2 separate regions of the Mus musculus genome follow, and region 1 is linked to region 2. The links are chromatin contacts, called in public HiChIP or PLAC-seq maps. All regions are on one chromosome and are shown on one strand. The core of a region is the stretch at or near the end of the contact, and the rest is flanking DNA. Distances in the headings are between cores, read along the strand shown.

The links. HiChIP or PLAC-seq counts read pairs in DNA pulled down with a chosen protein or histone mark.
Region 1: an H3K4me3 HiChIP or PLAC-seq map of bone marrow-derived macrophages shows a contact between it and region 2, with 2.5 times the contacts expected there. The contact joins the promoter of Pik3cg here to the enhancer-like site in region 2. A contact is called at or near these places in 2 of 39 promoter capture datasets (the 3T3-L1 cell line and the HPC-7 cell line), 2 of 484 Hi-C or Micro-C datasets (bone marrow-derived macrophages and double positive thymocytes), 6 of 115 datasets of contacts at active chromatin or transcription factors (T-cell acute lymphoblastic leukemia, bone marrow-derived macrophages, double positive thymocytes and 3 more) and 3 of 9 other capture datasets (adipose tissue, liver and pancreatic islet).

The regions. Positions count from the first base shown.
Region 1 is chr12:32,207,001-32,210,181 of GRCm38.p6, reverse strand. It overlaps Pik3cg (phosphatidylinositol-4,5-bisphosphate 3-kinase catalytic subunit gamma), which reads left to right and starts at 1,523. Exons shown (of 11, transcript NM_001146200.2): 1 at 1,523-1,664.
Region 2 is chr12:31,935,391-31,938,589 of GRCm38.p6, reverse strand. It overlaps Cog5 (component of oligomeric golgi complex 5), which reads right to left. Exons shown (of 23, transcript NM_001163126.1): 23 at 960-1,413. Hbp1 (high mobility group box transcription factor 1) reads left to right here. Exons shown (of 11, transcript NM_153198.3): 4 at 831-972; 5 at 1,309-1,420; 6 at 1,506-1,618. Among named protein-coding and RNA genes, the nearest start is that of Hbp1, 13 kb to the left of the region's middle. Within about 2 kb of position 1,354, at least 34 of the 459 cell types and tissues checked have an H3K27ac peak or open chromatin away from gene starts, as enhancers often do. A contact at or near this core is called in bone marrow-derived macrophages, where this site is marked.

The sequences.
Region 1 (3,181 bases), core at 274-2,773, 270 kb before region 2:
TCAAGCTACCCTGAGACTTGTAAAGATACCAACCTCTCAAGGAAGTATGCTTACATAGAAATATGCTTTGGAAAGCTGAAATACCCCCTTTACATATCTGAAATTCAGCAGCCTTTGAATCAAGACTTGACCACTGCTATTGACTCTTAAACCACTATTTTAAAGCTAAGACCCAAAGGACTTTATCTTTTATGTACTGTTTTCCTTGTTGCTGTGACAAAGCATCCAACAGAAGCAATTTAAGGCAGAACGGGAGTTATTTTGGTTCCCAATTTGAGGGTACAGTGCATCGTGGCAGGAAAGTCATGCCGGCAGGATCATAGAGCAGCTGCTAACATTGCATCTGCCATCAGGAAGCAGATGAACAGGGCCTGCCGTTCTCTGGCTTTCTCCCATCCAGAACTGCAGCTCCCATGTTTAGAGTGGACCTTTATATACTTCACCTAAGCCAGTCTAGAGACAGGCTTATAGGGATGCACAGAGATTTGTCTCTTAGATTCCAGATCCTGTCACGTTTACAATCTGTACGAACCATCACAAGGACTGTGTGAGAGGAAATAGAACAGGTCAGAGACTCTATCTCAATATCCACGAAGCTCAAAGAAACTCATGAGGCTGTGCTTCGGAGGGCTGTGTGAGGCTCCTCTATCCTTCTTGCTGTTCCAGCTGGAATCCTTGACAGCCTAGTGGGGGAGAATAAGCCCTGGTATAGAGACCCCTGGAACAGGGGACGACTGGCTATGCTTAGGGTTGTAGAAGGAATTGAGGTTACTTGGAAAATATAGGACTGCTTTAAGAAGAATTCAGAGCCTGCCTCCTCCCTGTTCTCCAAGCCTGTGGAAACTGGAAGCCATCTCTCAGTGATTACCTGCCTGGAGCAGGCAGTTTCTAGCTCCCTAATGTCGCCAGGAGAGCAATGTCCTCCTGTTTTGTCTGACTAATTCATTTTCACACACACACACACACACACACACACACACACTCAGCATATCAGCAACAGGCACACACATTGCATGCTGCAGGACTTTCAGTTTGTGATATTTTGAGACTTGAATGGTCTAGAAGGGAGGCAGGGGGAGGTCTCACCAATGTAAGGAAGTGAGTTCCCAGGCTTTGCTCTTGCAAGCATCCAGACTGAGCCCAACAGTCCACAGTTACAACACACACACACACACACACACACACACACACACACTAGGGCTTATTCGAATTCTCAAAGGGAAATAGATTTCACTACAAGCAATCCAATACTGTGGCTACGCAGCCCTTTCTTCTACTTATTGCTAGCTACACACACGCTTCATTTGTTTATGCCTTGGGTATATTTTTGGTTTGTCTGAGTCTCTCACAATCTTTGAAGAGTTAATTCAAAGAGTGAGAGAAATAGTAAGGCAAACACCGTTCTCTGTTCCGCTCTGCTCTGTGTGTGCTTCAGCAGGAAATGCATTTCTGACACTTTTAAAATGAGCAATCACATGTATAATCAACTTGGTTAAAACTTCCTTCCTGGTAACTGCAACACTTCCTCTGCATCTGGATATGAAGGGAGCCCCAGAAAAGAGGAAGAGACGAGGTGCCCCGGGTAGGTCTAGATTCGTTTTTTTTTTTTTTTTCCTAAAGTAAACAAATGATCCTCCTCCGCATCACCTCCAGGGCTGCCTCAGGTACGACTGCTTTCTGTTGTTTGCTCTTTGCTTGGTATGACTTGGAACAGTAACACCTTCCTTCTCAGCTAGAATCTTTTTGTCTGGATCCATTGCCGGTTCAAGCTGAGCCAACCCCCGAGCGTCTGAGTTTCCTTGTCTCGGCGCGCTTAGACTGTGTACATCCACAAAGTTCCGTCCAGCAAGGGCTTGCAGGTGCACTAGTTCTTTCTGTTTTTGTTTGTGCGGAAAGGGGCGGCCACAGAGCCCGTGACGGACAGGCTCCAGAGTCGACCAAGTGCTTGCTTGGGAATTCTGTCCAGACAGTGTTTTTGTAAGAGGACAAAGCTACTTAGTCCCAGCCATGAGGAAACCCAGTGAGTATTTGGTCAGCCTTTTCTCTTCTGTACCTTGTATCGTGCTATATAGCGTGAGTTCCTGCTGTCACTGAGGCAGATAACTGAGTTATATTTGTATGCTTAAATTTGGACATGTTTTATTTTAAGTTCATGTCAGTATCAAAATAGTTTATGGTTCTTTTCTTTGTTGGTTATTCTATACTATACCAAAAGACCAAAGTGAATGCTTTAAGCTACCAAGCAACAGTTGTTTGGGACAGTTGGTTTCATTTATTTACTAAGTATAGCTTCATTATATTTTAAAAGGAGGGAGAATTGACTTTTAAAATAGTTTAACCCAAGAATTGTACATAAGTTGAGATCCAATGTAACTTGTCTTTTATAGCTTTTAATCAAGATCTCCTTTGGGGTATATAATTAACACTCCACTGTTCTTCAGGAAAAACTAATTATGGATCTCATTAACATCAATTAGAGAGTAAATGATATTTTCTGAAATATTTTGTTTCAATATTTGAATGTGGTTTAGAATATAATGTAGTACCAATGTAGCAATGTTAAATATTAAAATCAAAATTTTTATGAATCATTTTTATGGATTATTTTTTAGTTTTGGAACTCTGAGCATTTCAGTCATTAGTTGATGGGTTCATAGTTATGCTTAAATACCTTGTAGAGGGCAAATACCTAAATATAGGTAATATGATGGGAACAAATTTGTAAATTCCTGCTATGGAGATGAAAATATTAGGACATAAGGAAACTGAATTATTGTTTCGGGTCATGGGAGGGCAGGAATCACGTCTTCTACTGTGTCCCCTCTAAAGCAGAGGCAGGCCAAACCAACTGGCTCAGTTAAAATTACCTAAAAGTTCATATTGGTAAAGTCCATGTATGTTAGCACCTCCCCCTGCCCTAATATAGCAGTGATAGCTGGAATGCTCTGCATTCCATGACCAAAATGGTATGTGTGGGGACACGGCTTTGATTACAATCTTCACCAGTTTTACTACACTTGAGTTTTATGAATGGAATGACTAGCTTTCTTATATAGAAAGAAAAAATGAAAAGAAAGAAGACAGGAAGTTGACTAGGGAGACTGGGTTCAGACAGTTTGAAAATAGAGAAGATGAAGCAAGATTGGGTGTCTAGGTTAGAGAAGTGTGAGACTGAACAGAG
Region 2 (3,199 bases), core at 105-2,604:
GTTGGTGTCTAAAGCCTTCTGAGCTTAGTGTGTCCTTGGGATCCCTGCTGGGCTTGAAAGAGCACTGCTCAGTAGAGACTTTGCTAGGGAAGGAAGCCAGTGTGTAAGTGATCCTTGTGGGAAAGTGACGGTACATCTGTATGCTTATGTGTAACTCACAGAAACAGTGTCTTCTTACAAATGGAAACAGGCTCGGCTCTTCTCTTCTTTTCTTTTGGTTTTTTGAGACAGGGTTTCTCTGTATAGCCCTGGCTGTCCTGGAACTCACTCTGTTGACCAGGCTGGCCTCGAACTCAGAAATCTGCCTGCCTCTGCCTCCCGAGTGCTGGGATTAATTGTGTGTGCCACCACGCCCGGCAAGCAGGCTGTTTTCTATTTGTAGTTTTACTTAAGGCAGTTCACCCAGTGATACATGGCTGGCCAGGTTAGTACTGTTGAGTTTTCGGAGTTAAGAAATAGATGGGTATTTACTTCATAATGATATGCATATTTATCTGTATGGGAATAAAAGAGATGGGAATCAGGTGTAGTGTACATACATGCAATCCCTGACCTTGGGGCAGGAAAATCCCAAGTTCCTTGCCACTTTTGATTTTTAAAAAGCTTAAGAAAATGTGATGAGTCTTCGATAAGAAAGAACACTTTAACATATACCAGTGAGTTTATATATGAGGAAGGTTAATGATAAGTTCAAGGGACAGCTTGCTGTCTTTACTAGAGCTTTCCATAGTTGTCTCTTGTGTAACAGCATTAGCAATATGCTGTTATCAAGAGAAAAGATGTTCGTTATGGACCTGCCTACACTGATAATAAAAACTGCTTTATTTTAGATCATCTCCTGTACACATCATAGCTACTAGCAAAAGTTTACATTCCTATGCACGCCCACCACCAGTGTCCTCTTCTTCAAAAAGTGGGCCAGCCTTCCCTCATGACCACTGGAAGGAAGAAACACCAGTAAGACATGAAAGGGTGAGTTTATTCATGAAGTCAAACTTCTACAAAGTTTATACAGTGGTTGAAAACATTACCTTTCCCCAATCTGAGAGATTGTTTTGAAGAACATACAGATGCACAAAAATATTTCATTGTTCATTATATGCATTTGATTCTGTATTTCTATTTTTAAGAAAATTTATTACAGATGACAGTATTTAAAACTTCAAGAAAAAAAGTCCTTCAATAGTGAAAGCTTACTTTCCTTAATCTTACAACTAAGTTATATTTATTTGAAAGCTCGAGTTTAAAAGAGGTATTAAAAGATCTTTTAAAAATAACAAAACAGAAGTTTCTGTTTTCTCTGTACAGGCAAACAGTGAGTCAGAGTCAGGCATTTTCTGTATGTCCTCCCTGTCAGATGATGATGATCTGGGCTGGTGCAATTCCTGGCCATCCACCATTTGGCACTGCTTTCTGAAAGGTAAAGAAGTACTTAAATGATTTGCAGCTGCCTTGGTAGCACAGCAGGCTTGTAATCTGATCCCTTCTTTCTAATTCAACTTCAGGCACGCGGCTGTGCTTCCATAAGGAAAGCAATAAGGAATGGCAAGATGTGGAAGACTTTGCTAGAGCCGCCAGCTGTGATAATGAGGAAGAGATCCAAATGGGCACTCACAAGGTTCATTTAAAATCCTTCTAAAGAATTTCAAACTGGTCAACCTTCAGGGTTAATCTAGAGGAACGCTCTACTTGCATTCCTATTTAAATGGCACCTTGCCCTCTGGGTAGGGAGTGAGACCGCCCAGTGCTTAGCATGGTGGGCAGAACCATGACTAGCACTTCCCAGCCATGCTTCTAAGGTGTGCGGTCTGTGTGACTTGGCAGCTTTATGCTTTAAATGCTCTTGTTCTGGAAAACTAGACTAGCCTTAAAGACAAATAGTAAACTAATTCAAACCTTCAGTTCTTAAGTATATAATGCAGTGCATGTCTTCCATGGTTAATTGAGAGTTTGAGGTTACTTCTTAAATGACCCCAGGAAACTCTCATTTTCTACATTTATAAGTAAAAACAGTGGTAAGCAACATTAGAATAAATATCTGTTGACACATTTTACTTTTAAAACTTTTCATTTCTCTATCTCTGTTGCAGGGAAAAATAAATAAATGAATAAATAAGCAAAATGGGATAATATAAAATACCAATTGAAAATTCCTTCTTGGAGCTTCCTGTCTCCTGTCAAGTTTTGAGAAAAAGTTGATTATCTTGAGCATGGTGTCTTCATCTTGGTGTTACTCTTTTCTTAGTAAAGTGTGCAGTCTGATTTTGCTTCTCCTACTTTACACAAAATTTGTCTCCTAGTTTTGAAATCTCTGCAACATTTGCTCATTGAACTACTTCCTGACATTGCTGTCCCTTAGTTTACACAGCAGCAGTACCCTAGTTCTCAGTCCATTGCTTATTGCTGCAGTGTCTTCCTCTTCATAGCCCTAGTGACTGGAGCACTGACAGCAGCATCCAGGCGGCATCTCTGTAGAGAGCACTCTGAACTCAGTGTGTACTCCAGCAAGTCTTATGTGAACGACTTTAATCATCTGGGCCTTCGCATCCTGATATGTAATGTAAACGCAGGCTAAAATCTTAGTAGCTTTAAGAAAAAAGGCTAATTTTTTTAACATTTAGTATTTATTTTATGTGCATTGGTGTTTTGCCTTCATGAGCATGTCTGTGTGAGGGTGTCAGATCCCCTGGAGTAGAGTTAACAGTTATAAGCCACCATGTAGATGCTAGAAATTGAACCCAGATCCTCTGGAAGAGCAGCCAGTGCTCTTAACAAAAGAGCCTTCTCTCCAGCCCTAGAAAACTAATTTTGACTATTTGTTAATCTGCCCTCTACTTTTCCACCTGCATGTTAGACCTCACTAGTGAGCCATGATCAATTTTTCACACTCAGTATGACTTGGGGTACATCTCATTCCTAATTTCTGCCTATCTAAGTATTTCTTTAAATTAAAATTCCTTTAAAATATTTTTGCAGACCACATTCAAAACTACGAAACTGTCTTTCATTATGTTCCTTCTCATCCCTTCATATTCAGTTTTCTATTCCATAGTATTCACAGCATTGTTAACCCATTATGTGTTGATCACCTAGTATACAATTGGGTGCTGTAGCTAGCTGCAGTCATGTGTCTTTTTCTGTGAATGCAAGGGTAGACACTGGTTTCTTTCTTTTCACCTTGTTCATGTGTTCTGTAAGC